2 separate regions of the Gossypium hirsutum genome follow, and region 2 is linked to region 1. A link is a contact called in public Hi-C data. All regions are on one chromosome and are shown on one strand. Each heading gives the region's core, a stretch centred on a gene start, on an enhancer-like site or on the middle of the called end of the contact. The rest is flanking DNA. Distances are from core to core; before and after follow the strand shown. Region 1 holds the start of LOC107955011 (probably inactive leucine-rich repeat receptor-like protein kinase At5g48380). Region 2 holds the start of LOC107954981 (calmodulin-like protein 3).

Region 1 (7,856 bases), core at 3,136-5,635:
ATATAATTATTATACCAAGCTAAATGATCCTCCAAATCCCCTGGTCCATTATACACAAACTTTGAAAATCTGAAGAATGTTGAGATATGGTTTTCTAGAACCTCAAGTGCCAACAATTCATTGGAGTAGTTCCAAACAAAATCATTTATTTTTCCCCTTTTACTTCTTACATCAGCTCTTCCTTGAAGGCCCTGAACTGTTCTTCTATGGAGATATTGTTGTTACCCTAGGAATGTTGAGATATTTCTAGGAGGTCGACACTATTCCTACAAAGGTCCTCCAAGTTATTACGCTTACACTCTCTGCAGAAGGCGGATTGGACTTCATCTTCTCGATGAGTTAGATTCTCCTATCTTGGGACTTCCCATGCAACCCCTAACTCAGTGATGAGCTACTCATTCTGGGCATTTCTTTGGTCAAGGATACGTTGCTGGTCCTTGAATCGACGTTCTTGTTGAGAAAGCTGCTCTTCCAATAGTTTCTCTTAGGCTTTTAAGCCGTGAGGTTGAAGACCTTACGTTTGCTGGTGAAAACCCTAGTTTAAGGGAGTGTGAGTAACGATTGGTGGAGCAGGCATGGTTGTGAGACAAGTTATGTCCTTATACAAAAAATGAGTTATCTGGTTTAAGGGTCCAATAGGGGACACACAAAGTTGCAATTGAGGCACTGCGACAACTAGTGGAGTCAGAGCAACTGAGGGGAATGGTTCCTATTGGTGCAACAAGGGTGACAGGGTTAGTGCAACAAGGGTGAGGTTGAAGACCTAACGTCTGTTGGTTAAAACCCTGGTTTAAGGGAGTGAGAGTCATGGTTGGTAGAGTAAGCATGGTTGTGAGACAAGTTATGTCCTCTTATAAACAATGAGTTATCTGGTCTAAAGGTCCATGAGGGGACACAATAGTTTGCAGTTGAGGCATTACGATAACTAGTGAAGTCAGAGTAGCTGGTAGGAATGGTTCTTATTGGTGCAACAAGGGTGACGGGGTTGGAAATCAGAGGATGCACTAAAGCTTGCATCAACTGTTCTAAGGTGGAATAAGAATACTCATGTGCTGTAAAGGTGTAACACCCCTAGCCCGTATACGTCATCGAATTAGGGTTACGGAACATTACCGTACACATGAAACATTAAACATACATTTTATACATCAGTACAAACATACCATAATACATTTATTCACATACGTTTTGTCCATTAATATAGCCATCGAGGCCTTAGAAATGCCTTAAAAACAATTCTGACAAATTTGAAATCATTTGGAAAGTTTATATGAAAGTTAGAAAAATTTGACTACAGAGGTCATACGGCCGTGTGCCTCACATGGTCGAGACGCATGCCCGTGTCTTAGGCCGTGTAACCTTCGAAATAAGGACAAACAGCCGTGTCCCAGCTCATTTCCTCGTCCGTGTACTCTCTGAGTTGGGTCGCCCGGCCAAGCCAGACGCCTATGCGCTAAGCCGTGTAACACTCGAAATAGCCTCACACGCCCGTGTGCCAGGCCATGTAACTGCCTGATTTGTGAGCCTTAAAACCTACAAGGGACACACAGCTGTGTCGCTAGGCCGTGTGTCACACACGATTGAGTCACACGCCCGTGTCTCAGGCCATGTGGACCTAAAATGAACCCTAAATATCAAGTTTACCATTTCAAGGTTACTTGGATCCTAAGAAACCCAAGTACCAACCAAAATACCTATTCAAAAGGAAATTAATCAAGTTAAAAACATACCAAAATCAACCTATTAAGTGCCTAACCAATGTACCCTCATTGGTACCATAAATATATACAATTTTATATCAAAGTAAAACTTCAAACATAACTTATCAATTCATCCAATCTAACATCTAACCAATGTACCTTTCATAGGTACCTCAATCACAACATATCATTAATTCATGTCATTCTTAATGGCATTGGAACTATACTTTATCCACATATTTCATATACATTGATAATTTACACATAGATCATAGTTAATATATACATATCTCAAAACATTAGAATAGTAACACAAAAGCCTAATACATGTCATATAATCCGAAATGAACATTCCAAAAACTATCAAGATTTAGGGATAGTGTGACTTGAGTGCCGGTCCATCCGTCCTACCTTCTAAGTATCTACAAGAACAAAGTTTAACACAAGTAAGCTTAAAGAAACTTAGTAAGCTCGACTTATTAAAATAATAAATCTTACTGAAGTAAATATAACAATAAAAAAAGTATTAATACAACTAAGAATGTTCCTTGTCATCCATAATTTCAACCGATAGATCACAAATGTTCAATGCAAAATCAAATATATGGTAAATTCATCAAAAATTACTCATCAAGTTACCTTACCGAGATTTTCAATCCGATGAACGACTTACTGATAAGAGTACATCGAAAAATCGCCCAAACACACCAGATGCTCGTAAGAGCCAGTCCATTTGAAACACACCAATGTTCATAAGAGCTAATCCCTCCAAAACACACCAATGCTCATAAAAGCTAGTCCAACCAAAACACACCAAAACAGAGAGTATAACATGAGAATTCGCTACAAATGATGAACCTCGATTTACTCGGGAAACATATATATCACTCCCTAATAATCTTCACTCCAAATCCCCCACAACACACCAAATCTCGATCATACTCTATCATGCGTTTAATTCGATCCATACATTAACATTTCTCAAATATTCTTCCATTAACAACAAATCAATATATCTATTGTACCATGCTATACTATTCAAAAATTCATATAGAAGTTAAATTTTAAACCATACGATCTTACCTAGACTGAATTATAGTAGTTGCAAAAGTTTAGAGACTATTCCGCTATTTTTACTTTTTCACGAGTATTTATGGGATCTTGATCTAAAATATAAAATTTATCAATTATCAGCTTAGATTTCACATTTCAACCCATTTTACAATTAATACCCTTTTATTTTTAAATTTATGCAATTACTCTAAACATTTACAATTTTTACAATTTAGTCCTTTAACCCCAAAATTTGTGGTCCCAAACCACTGTTCCGTCACCATTGAAAATCAGGCTGTTACAAGAGAGGTTATTGTGGGAGTAGAAGGAGAAGGAGTCTGGGTAGAGTTGTTGCCTATGCTAGGTGGGAATTTTCTGAGTTAGGTAAGATGGGGGTGCTAGGCGGAGTGGAGGAGTTGATATGATTGGCTGGTTCATTGGCTTGGTTGGTTTGGTCAGCGGGGACACCACTTTGAGATTGTGAAGCCATATTGCCTATGCTCACAGCACCAATTATTGATACAGTGACACAATAGGGTGGTGGTACAGAGGAGAATGGTGGTTGCTATGGATACCGATTCACCCATTCGGGGTAGAGGGCCAAAGGTTATGAAGAGTGGATGTGAAGATAGTATTCAAGTTGAGAGTTGAAGCTTTGTTGACAGCACATAGGCTTGGTATTCTTGGAGAGGTAATATTTTCTTCATCATTCCTAGAAGTATTTATAGGCAAGGGTCCCATGTAAGATGATGTTAACGTGTCTGACTTGCCATTTAGTCATCATTACGAATCATGTGGGGGGTGTCTTTGATGGGATGATGATGTCTGTGACAAGGTAGTTAAGCCAATGTGGTGTTTGGTGACCAACGATTTCAAGTTCCTAATGAAGACTTTGAGACTCGAACAACGGATGGCCTATACTTGTCCGGATGATCATCTCAGAAAGGAAAACTCACAAGTACAAAGGGATGCAAATTACTTTACTTATAAAGGACGACAATGGAAAGTTGATTTATTTATTTGTTGACAAAAACGAAAAATTGAGATTGAATAAGTTTTTTAAGAAATTAATTTTAAATTATTTTTTAAACTAAAAGGATATATATCACTTTCATGTGAATTAAGGGTGGGTTTGGATGGGCGATTGGGTGCGGTGCGGTGCGTTTAGCTTACTTTTGGTCTCACGCTACAGTACCGCTACAGTATCTAATCTCACCGCCACCACTGTTTTTACACTAACCGCAAGTAAACGCACCACCGGTAAACGCACCGCCCATCCAAACTCACCCTAAGTCATGGTAAGTCTTAATATCAATTCTTAGTTTAATACTTCAAGTTGAAATTCTAAACAATCCCAACACTTTATCCGTTATAAATATATCTATCTTTGGTAAAACATTTAACTTTTATCATTCATATCAATTTCTTTTGTATTATTCATGTTAAAATTCAAATTAACGTATTTCTTTAAATAAATTAATATTCCTTATTAACATTATTTAAATTTATGTAAATTTTTAATAAATATATTTTTCACGTAATATTTTTCATATGTAATAAAATTTATATGCATCTCAAACTAATTATTAAAATAATAGATTTATATATAACTAATATTGAATGAAATATGTGAGCACGACGGAGAATCACGAATAGCAAGCTCTACGGTTATCGCTCACCCTCAGGAGTCCAGCAAATATACTAAAAAGTCTTTGTCGTTTTTTAAGGTCAGTCCAGTCGTCCCCTCCATAGCTTGGAAAAAGCAGCAACCAACCAACTTAAATTACCCATTCCTTGTTTGACCTGATCAAATCCCCCCCCCCCAAACCAACAAAAAAAGGAGACAGATTTTCAATCTTTAGTTCACACTCTTTTAACACATATCTCACTTCATTTGTCCCTTTTTTTTTTCTTTAGAACTTTTAATTATGTGTTACCAAAATTCCAATTATGCTTTTGAATATTCAAACACGACGTAGACTTTGCCTATGGGGGTCTTCCCTCTGAGTTTCTCTGTGGAAAAGAATGATGTTTCCTTGTAGTTTCCATTACCCTTTTGTCTGTCCTTTGGTCTTCTTCTGTTAAAACTTGAGAAATCTAAGGTGCGTCTTTTAATATATATAATTTTTTTTTCTTCTGGGTTTTGTTTATATGCTCTTATATTCATCAAAATCTAAGTCAAGTAGTCAACTCCAACTGGTTTGCTTAAGTTTCCCCGTGGTAAAACTTTCTTTTTCTCCTTTTTGTGTTAGTCTTTCTGAATTTGGCTGAATTATTGTTCTTTATACTTTCCTTTATCTTGTTTTGGTGTGAATTTTGATTTTGGTTCCGTTTTTTCCCTTCTGTTAACTTGTTTCAGGTTTAAATGTCAAAAGAAGTATGGTTTAGTGGGTTTGGCATTTAATATCTGTTAAGCTTTTAGTAGCTATACAAGTGGGTTGCTTTTAATCCACCATTTTAAGTTTCCATTTGAGGGGTTTCTTCATGATCATGGTGTTGCATAGCCGAGTTTTTGTTCTTCTTGTCAGCGTTATGGTTTTGTTACTGCTCGGCTGTACTTTGAGCTTTGCTACTAAAGATGATATTGAGTGTTTGAAGAGCATCAAAGCTTCGTTTGAGGACTCTTTTGGCTACTTGAATTCTTCATGGAATTTCAACAACGATACTGAAGGATTCATTTGTAGGTTTACAGGGATTGATTGCTGGCACCCGGATGAGAACAGGGTTCTCAATATCAGGCTTTCTGATATGGGACTCAAGGGTGTGTTCCCTCGAGACATTATAAAATGCAAAAGTATGACAGGCTTAGATCTTTCAAGCAACAAGCTTTATGGAAAAATTCCATCTGATATCGCTAAACTTATCCCATATGTTACTTCCCTTGATCTCTCAACTAATAAATTCTCTGGAGAAATCCCAAAAAACCTTGCAAATTGTAGCTTCTTGAACATTTTGAACCTTGACCATAACAAATTGACGGGTCCGATTCCTCCAGAACTCACTTTGCTCAGCAGGATGAAAACGTTTACTGTAGCTTATAATTTCTTGACAGGGCCAATTCCGGTTTTTCGGACCATGTATTCGGTTGACAGTTTTACTAATAATTCTGCACTGTGTGGGAAGCCTTTGGATCAATGTCGGGAGACTACCAAGGGGACGAAGACTGGAGTGATTGCTGGGGCTGCTGTTGGTGGGGTGACATTTGCTGCAATTGGTACGGCCATTGTTCTCTTCTTCTATTACCGCAAAGTATCTGTCATGAGGAAGAAGGATGATGATCCAGATGGAAACAAATGGACCAAGAGCTTAAATGGAGCTAAAGGCATTAAGGCAAGCTAATTTAATACATCCATATAATATTGTTCTTTGATTATGGTTTGATATGTGATGTACTTATAAGCTAATGTTATTTCAGGTTTCCATGTTTGAAAAGGTGGTTTCCAGAATGAGATTAAATGATCTTATGAAGGCCACAAACAGTTTCCACAAAAATAATATCATCGGTTCAGGAAGAACAGGGACCATGTACATAGGAGTCCTTGAAGATGGCACCTCACTACTGATTAAGAGGTTGCAGAATTCTCAACACTCTGACAAAGAATTTTCGTCTGAGATGGCTACCCTGGGAAATGTGAAACATCGTAACTTAGTTCCCCTTTTAGGTTTCTGTGTGGCGAAGACGGAGAGGCTGTTAGTTTACAGATACATGGCAAATGGTACTCTAAATGATAACTTGCATCCTGTAGATGATGCTAAGCAGGCTATGGAGTGGTCCTTGAGGCTTAAAATTAGTATAGGGGCTGCCAGAGGATTTGCATGGCTCCACCACAACTGCAATCCTCGTATACTTCATCGAAATATAAGCTCTAAGTGTATCTTACTAGATGCAGATTTTGAGCCAAAAATATCTGATTTTGGTCTTGCCAGGCTCATGAACCCAGTTGATACCCATCTGAGCACCTTTGTCAATGGTGAGTTTGGGGATTTAGGTTATGTTGCCCCTGAATATGCAAGAACTCTTGTGGCCACTCCAAAAGGAGACGTCTACAGCTTTGGAGTTGTCCTTCTTGAGTTGGTCACCGGTGAAAGACCTACCCATATAACCAAAGCTCCTGAGACCTTCAAGGGAAGTCTTGTGGAATGGATTTCACAGCTATCAGATGACGGAAAACTTCATGATGCTATTGACACATCCTTGGTTGGGAACGGTGTTGATAATGAACTTTTCCAATTTCTTAAAGTTGCTTGTAATTGTGTATTGCCAACTCCCAAGGAGAGGCCTGCCATGTTTGAAGTATACCAACTCTTAAGAGCTATTGGTGAACGATACAATTTCACCACCGAAGATGAAATTTCGATGCCTACAGATACCAGTGATGTCGGTTATTTAGAGGAACTTATCGTTGCTCGATAAATCAACAAGAATAAGTGCAGAGATACGGGATACAGTGAGTATTTCTTGTTGTGTATGTTTAATAAAGGGCTGAGATTACATGCACTTTCTAATTAGGTCTGTGTCTTTTGTTTCATAGTAGAATACTTGATTAGTGTCATGGAGGAAACACTTTAGATTCATTAGTAAGATATTCTTATCTCCTTAATTAGGCTTTCACCCTTAGTTACACCAAGGCAATGCTACATTGTAAAGTAAGATCAAATTATAATTATGGATTCTTGTTCTTATTATTCATAAATGTGATATTTTCAAGAAATTTGCTCTTATTCAGCATCTGCCTTTAAACCCTAACTTATTCCATACAAAACAAAAGCAACCTACGTACTAGTCTCAGAGTAATTTAGCTATAAATTCGTCAATGTTTTTATCTGAATTTCCACCTTCATCAATTCCCTTCTTAGCCAAGCTCTTCCACTTGATTGAATTCTTCCTAATCTCCTTGCCTTTTTCTCCAACTTCCGTTAGTAATTCCTTTATGCACCGTTCAATGGTCTCTCTTCTCACAACCCCTTTCACATTGGGGTGAGCCCTTATTCCGATTCTCCACACATCCTCCACATGCTTTGCATTAGTGGGTTGGTCGGTCCATTGGGGCATTGCCAGCATCGGAACTCCGAGACTCAGTGCTTCTAGAGTCGAATTAAAGC
Region 2 (7,856 bases), core at 2,936-5,435, 170 kb before region 1:
AAATTGCATTTTCGTTTCACATGATGGGGTCTTGGATATCTTAGTAACACGAGAAAATCTACTGCCTCAAACAGTTCACCTGATAGTTTATCTCCAATAATCCCCTTCAAGATTGAATTACTTATGTCTCAAGAGTACAGAGCAGAGCTGAAATATCTGATGGGTTTGAAATATTATAGGTTACAAACAAAAGAAGTTCAGCTAAAATATCCATAAGTTGAATTACTTGTGCATTCCAAGCTAAAGGCCAGCTTTTAGATGCATTTTGTTTCCACTAAAGGGTTTGAGAGTTTGGGAACTTTTAGTTTTTCTGTACCAGTCAGTGCTTTTTCTTCAGTTATTATTTGAAGTTGAAAGATTTGGCTTATGATAAATGAAAGAATAAGATGAGAAGAATATGATTCAGGATTTGTACTGCTAATACTTATATGAATTACTATTTCCCAGTAAAAATGGAATCCTTTTTACTCTTAACTGGTTAGGGGTGCATTTGATTGGAACTCCTTTGAGTCCCATTAGGTTCTATGTACGCAGTTTACTTGATGGTTTTCAATGTACATATCTCAAGATACTCCAGATTTTTTCCCAAAGTAGATCTCAACATGTTTTATATTATAGATATGGTCATAATGATTAATGTTGTTTCAATTCTAGCATGTGAAATCCAAGACCAAGATATGGTTTAATGTTCTACTAGATGAGAATGGTGGAAGAAAACTTGGATGTCCCTCACTCAACAATGTAGGTGTCTGAGAGTGTAGTGGAGGAGGACTTGTGTCTTTGCACTAGTTTGGTTTGCGAAACGCATTTCACCTGCTTGTTTAGCTTGGTTGTAAGATTTTGGATGGTGCCTCTAGCATTTTTGAGAAATTAAAAAGAAAAGAAAATGTTTAATTGATTTGCGAAATGGCATTAAACCTGCTTGTTTTGCTTGTTTAGCTGCAAAAGTATGTACTGCTGATGCTCACTTTGCTTCTACAAAGCTCTTTTACGTAGTCATATTGTTCAAAACCACTTATGCTACATGAGAACCTTGCTTTGTCATCTCAATAGTAATTTTCTTTGTCATATAGATCATTTGTTGCATGACATATTCACCTCATGAATTTCCTGTAGTGCAAATGGCTAATGTTCTCATGGTATATTAATCATTTATATTACTAGTATGGACCAATGGTAGACCATTGATAGCTAAAAAACATAACTTCAAAACTATAACTTATACATCTGTAAATATAATTTTTAGGCCCAACAAAATTTTCATACCTTATAATTTATATTATGTTAAATTTAGCTCTTAATGTTTAGATTTTAGTTTTTATTCTTTTTTTTTTAGCTACATTTGGTCCTCAATCCTTTTGAAAAAGAGTCAAAATCAAATTTAAAAATAAAAATAAAAATACTAATTAAAATATTAAATTTTTAAATACGACCGTTTGCATAACAGAAGACATTTCTCAACGCAGAACAACTTGATCCCTATGTTTTTAAATTACCAGAAGCTCTTAGCTACTTAGCTATATTATAATAAAGGCTAAGGGGTATTTATTGACTGAAAGAGTGTGTAATCTATGCTAATTTTTTGAAAATTTATATTTTAAATTTTTTTTTTTGAACAATCTCATTTTAAGTTCTGATTATATCTGTTCTTTTTGACATAATGTCTAGAATTACTCATAACTTCTCCCCAACCATAAATAGGAGGATAATGCACTTCAGCGCACTCAAACCCAATCTTATTGTATTGGCAAAAATGTTCATGCCAATCTAGCCAAAACTCGACCGGCTTTTTAAAATTTAATTTTGATGTATTTTTTATAAATTTTGAATTATTTATTGGCGTGACATCTAAAACAAATAATGTTATGTTAGCATGATGCACATATGGACTGTCATAGGAATTATCACGTCAACAACGTTAGAATTTAATAATCAATATTTTCATTAAAAAAAACAATTTGACTCTTTTTAAAAAAGTTAAGGATTAAATTTAACTAAATAATAATAACCAAAATTAATGAAAAATATGAATATTGAGGGCTGAATTTAATATCATGCCTAATTATATTATAATAAGAATAACAGGTAACATTATGACAAAAACAAGTTTCCAAAGGATTAAAAAGATTGTTCTGTGTGTTTTAATTATGTTAATTTACTGATTTTTTAAAAAATATATTGTATCAGGGAATGATAGTATTTTGAATTTTTTTTTCATGGATTTTAAAATCATCAATATAATTTTTTTAAAAATAAGTATTTTATTGAAACAAATTTTGGTAAATGAATGCAAAAGGCAATTTTACTTGGGCCAGCCTTTTCAATCTAAACTAAATTAGGAAATTTGGGCCTCTGGTTATTTCAAAAAAACTCCGACCACGAACTAAAATTTGAACCCTAACCCTAATTTTCAATTCCTTATATATAGCATCCTACCTCCTTATCTCTCATCCTGTTCTCGGTAGCCTCCCTCTCTCTGCCTTTTTGTTGTGTGTGTGTGTGTTTTCATATTGAAGGAAGGATAAAGCAAGTCAGCTTCTTGATTGGGTGTAGATGGAAGCGACCCACTCAATCAAATAATTGAAATTTCTTGCGATATCTAAATTCTCAGCCAGCATCACTCGCCTGAATTTGATAAAATTTCCCTGATTATTCAGGCCCTTTTACTACTGGTATATTCACCTTTATATTTTTTTTCAAAAATGGAGAAAAAAATCAATGCAAACGCACTCTGTCCCAAAACCGTCGTTAAGACGAATTTGTTTTGAGGCAATTTCTTCGTTTGCTATATCACCAAATTCCATTTGATTTCCGACTTACTCGCCCAATTTGATCCCTCTTTCACTGATCTTATCGGGCACATGGTTGGAATACATTTCTCCCTCTTTTTCCCTTGCGTTATTTAAACATGAACAGCTGTTTTCATTTCTAAAAGCCTAGTGGTGAGATCTGGAAAGCGTGATTGTTCAGAACATGCAACATAATAGCGTGTAAATTATGAGAATCAAGTACCCTTGATGAGCACGATTTAGTTCCTATACACCATAAAAACTTGTTTTTCTGATAGATTCTAGATTTGAATCTTTATTTTAGATTAGCAGTATCATTGTTTTTTAGCTACATCTGATCGGATTATAGAAATTTTGGGTTGGAAGGATCGCGACGGGTTGTTCAAACTTCAAAGTACCTTAATTTGGGCCTCGTTCCTTGTAACAATATGGATTGTAAACATTACTCCGGAAATATCCAGACAATGTAATAATCAAATTGAAATTAAAATATTGGGTAGAAGAGAAGAGGCATGGGACGAAGCAGCAGAAGAATTGCGGTATAAAGATGGATCTTTACATGATGTAGGAAAAACCCAAAGCATAAGAAGGAATGGCATTTAGGGCGGGTTTCGATGTGCTTTTAGATTACAGTGTTGTTACTTAAAGTGTCTAATCTCATTGTTTTTATACTAATTGTAGGTAAATAAACTCACCTTTAGAACCAATTAGGGTAAAATTCAATGGGTGAGAACTGGAAATCATATTGCAAACAATTTACTCTGCTTTCTGATCTCTAAATTAAATAGAACTATCAGAAAATGCTTTCTGATGGATGAGTATGATGTTTTTTTTTTTTTGGTTAATACTAATTATTCTCTTTTTATTTTTAATTAATATTTTTTAATAGATATTTTAAATATGATTGTTCTAAAATTAAACTAATTGTAAAAAAAAAAGTTAAAAAGTGAGGTAAGAGGATGTATTAGACAAAGCTTGGATAAAATTAATTTAATTTGAATCGGATTTGAATAAAATATTGAATTCACATTAGAATTTTTATCACATATATAGTTTGAAATGAATTAATGTACTATATTTAAATTAATTTGTGAGTAAAATAAAATTTAAACACATAAATATATAGATTAAGAGTATTAAATGTACCACAATTATTTATTGGGGTGTTATTATCAATTGTGAGTTAGTGTTAAGTTAATTTGTGACATCAACTTAATAAATAATATTATTAATATATACGTAATAATAAATTGTGTATATTAGAATAAAAATTCATAAAATATATCAAAATGAAATTGTGGTTAAGTGGTAAATTTAAAATTTTATTGTGTGAGTTTAAATCCAATCATAATATGTTATTATTGTTATTAAATAAAAAGATTATAATATTCTGGAAGTTACCTTGGTTGGCAATGACATCATGGCAAGTCTCCAAGTGTTTAGCATTTTTGCCTCCATTTATTAACGGTCCAATAGAACTAATCTAAAATGACCGAACATATGCCTAATTTTAGCCCAATTCTATCACTTTTTTAACTTAAAAAGCTTTTCACATCCACAAATGGAAAACCTCTCGCCTTCTTTTTTATTAACAACTGGTTTCGTTAGGCTTGTTTTAGTGTGCATCCTTTATATCCCTCTCTTCTTTCTTCACAATTGTAAACAACAATCAACACTAATTCTCCATTGATTTTCCTTGTTAATTACCTTTCCCATCTCTCTCAATAGTCCAATTTTCATCTTTCCCTTATCATTTTTGCTCTAAGGTGGTGTATTTTGGTTTGGGTTTAGTTTTGTTTGATAAAAGAAATGGATCTAGTTGAGCTTCGCAAGGTGTTCCAAATGTTTGATAAGAATGGAGATGGCAAGATCACAAAGAAAGAGCTCAGCGATTCACTCGAGGAGTTCAGTTTATTTATTTCCGATAAAGAAATAAACCAAATCATTGATAGCATTGATGTGAACGGAGATGGTTCTGTAGATATCGATGAATTTGGTGAATTGTACCAAATGATGGTGAATGAGAGGAACGAAGAAGAAGAAATGATGGAAGCATTTAATGTCTTCGATCAAAACGGAGATGGATTCATCACATTTGAGGAGTTGAGGTCGGTTCTATCATCATTAGGGTTGAAGCAGGGAAGAACTATTGAGGATTGCAAGAATATGATAACAAAAGTGGATGCAGATGGAGATGGTAGGGTTAATTTCAAGGAGTTCCAGCAGATGATGAAAGGTGGTGGCTTTGCTGCCTTAAGTTCAAGTTAATAGTCAAAATACATATATATATATGTGCATGTATGTACGCATAGAAATATTAAGAGATGTTGGTTTGACATTAATGTATCTAATTTCTAATCATACAACTAAATTGTTCAAAATTACAAAACTATTTCTATTTTCCACCTTTTTACTAGCAAAATCAATCCACAAGAGAATCATGAAGCTCCAATTTCATCTAACAAGATGCTTTTTAGTTTCATTGCACAATGTCAAATGTTAAGCATCTTGACTATAACAAAATGATCCTAAAGAATTTTGTACATGATTAAAAGCTTCCAAGAAACCAAATATACAAATCTAATCATATCATTAATTGGTCAAGTTAAAGACCAAGGCTACCTGCGCTACGGTGCGTAAATCTCTGCCTTTCAGCTTCGAGTTTCCTAATATTGTCTACTATAACTTCAATCTTTGAAGATAGTTCTTCTGTTTGCTTCTCAACGTTGTTAATGAACGCAAACAACTTTTCTCGATAAGCTGAACATAATTGCTCTTGATGCGCTAACTCCATCGTGAGTTCTTCAATTTTCTTGTCCTTATCACCCTAAAAACTCAAAAAAAAGCCAATCACTGCCAGCAGCAAAAGTGAATGATAACGGAAGAATGTTATACTGTTTTGCAAGTAAATAGATATTTAACAATCACTAGCAAATAATTACATTCGGCTAACAAGAGAAGAAAAGAAAAGGTCCCTACTTTTACAATCAAAGAATCATCCTTCACCATATCAGATAAGAGCACCTAAGTTCCCAAAGAAAGCTTATAATGTGACTGTGCAGAAAGCGTGTTAATGATACACTCAGCGCACTTATACTCTTCCTGAAGCTAGTTCAACAAGAAGCAGGGTATTGCATGACATCAAATATCCTAGTCCAATACATAGGAGAATTTATTTTCATTTAAACACATCTATAAATTAGAAAGCTTCCAGGGGCATTTTCAGTGATGACCAATTCAAAGGAACAAAAGCAGAAGTTGTAACACCAAAATTATCATCTATCCCCAGCTTTAACCAATGGGCACGCAGCATTGATACTTCATATATTATAAAACAAACTTCATGCAGGAATTATGTTCAATTCTAGAAAATAATTGGTCACCGAAAAAATTCAATCACAGCCATTAATCTAAATGAGGGAAAATTTCACCCACCCCACAGCATATTCTACAATTTTAAATTATCTAAAAATATCTGCCCTCTATATAATATTTACTAAGAAAAGCTGAAATTGTCCATGTCAAACAATTAGCACCAAGCCAAAAAACATGAAAACCAGAAATAGGAACATTCTACTTAATGCGCAAAGAAAGTAAAAACAACAAAAATAAAGGAAGACTCAATGATCTCAAGTATAAGATTCAAAAGCAAAGTTCAAGACATTTAAACTCTATTTGATATATATATATACTCCTTTTACCTTAGTCCAAATGAAGTTGTCATAATTGACTTTTTTGGGTCAAACTTTTTTTAACATTGACTTATTATTTTTAATATTTTAATTAACTATATATTTTTATCAAAGTTTAAAAATTGATGACTAAAAGTCAAAACGCAACAAGTTTATTGGGAATGAGAGACTAATATAATATATAATATAAAACAATTTGAAGTATTTTTCTTATATAAAACTTGATAGAACCTCACCGTGGTATTGAATCCATTGGCTGTGATCATAAGGGGATGATTATGCTCCTTTTCAAATCTTGTAACAACCCATTTTCCAGTCTTTTCCATCTTAACCAAAATAGTTGCCTTGCAACCTTCTCGTGCACTAGGACGTGGCTTTTTCTCTTGTCCTAGTGTGCCCTTATGATTAGGAGAGAAACCCTGTTTGTTGCATCCTAGACGACGAGCAAGTGTTCTTCCATCAATCCCCGAACGACGACGCTGCATAATTCGCACCATAAATCCTATCCGTCTGGCATACTCTATGTAGTATTTCTTAGCATCATCTTCAGATTCAAATTCCATACCCACATACGGTTCTAAGATTTCGCTTCCTTCTCGTTCAGCTGTTTTTTCTTCAACTGAGCTGTCTGCTTTCCCACCTTCTTTGTCCAAATCCCACTATTACCAAAAAAGGAAAAGAAAAGAATCAGACCTTCTAACCTCGTTTTTTACATCAAGCAAAATGACAAGTTTATATAATTAAAAAGGAAAATAATAGTATGGTGCCTTTTCATGCTATGCAAATCATAATTTTTATAATAATTTGCTAGCAACAAATCATATGACACGTCAGAAACAGTTCTCAAAACTTTTCAAGTAGTCAGATGAACCACAAGATATGCACGTTAAATTCAGTGACCACTAGTAGGAATGGGTTCAAATCCAAAGATGTAAAGGACTCAACAAGAAAATTCTAGAATCAAGTGAAAGTGATAATTTACACAAACATACAAAAGATATAACTTGCCGATGGACATTAAAGAAAGAAACAAGGAAATGCTCAAGATCCTACTGTTTTGGTTTCAGCTATGACTAAGAAAAGGAAATAAACTAATTAAGCTAAGGAGGATGCTTAAAACCCAATTCCTTAGATGAAAGTGTCAAATTAAAAGTATAGGATGACGACAACAATACCGTTATTTGGAATGCCATTATTTAGACAGTTCTTCAACCAAGACTTGGCAACAGGAACAACAAAGAGACATATGATTAACTGAGGAAACTGTAGAATTCAATCTAGTCCTTTGTCTAGAGGATTGAGTGAGGACCTGAATAACAGAATATGAAACGCAGCTCGTATAGGGACATGAAACAATACCTTTACCAAAATGGTA

The links. A called contact is a pair of places that touch in the nucleus more often than the background predicts.
Region 2: a contact with region 1 is called in a Hi-C map of leaf, with 2.5 times the contacts expected there. The contact joins the promoter of LOC107954981 here to the promoter of LOC107955011 in region 1. A contact is called at or near these places in 3 of 34 Hi-C or Micro-C datasets (all in leaf).

What each region holds. Positions count from the first base shown.
Region 1 is chrD07:53,561,180-53,569,035 of Gossypium_hirsutum_v2.1, reverse strand. LOC107955011 (probably inactive leucine-rich repeat receptor-like protein kinase At5g48380) reads left to right here and starts at 4,385. Exons shown (of 3, transcript XM_016890714.2): 1 at 4,385-4,855; 2 at 5,113-6,083; 3 at 6,169-7,475. The coding sequence starts at 5,238. The coding sequence ends at 7,167. It overlaps LOC107955012 (UDP-glycosyltransferase 74G1-like), which reads right to left. Exons shown (of 3, transcript XM_016890716.2): 3 at 7,415-7,856. The coding sequence ends at 7,540.
Region 2 is chrD07:53,728,013-53,735,868 of Gossypium_hirsutum_v2.1, reverse strand. It overlaps LOC107954981 (calmodulin-like protein 3), which reads left to right and starts at 4,185. Exons shown (of 1, transcript XM_016890675.2): 1 at 4,185-5,198. The coding sequence starts at 4,599. The coding sequence ends at 5,057. LOC121219545 (protein FAR1-RELATED SEQUENCE 5) reads right to left here. Exons shown (of 3, transcript XM_041097844.1): 2 at 6,718-7,140; 3 at 5,121-5,616. The coding sequence ends at 5,395.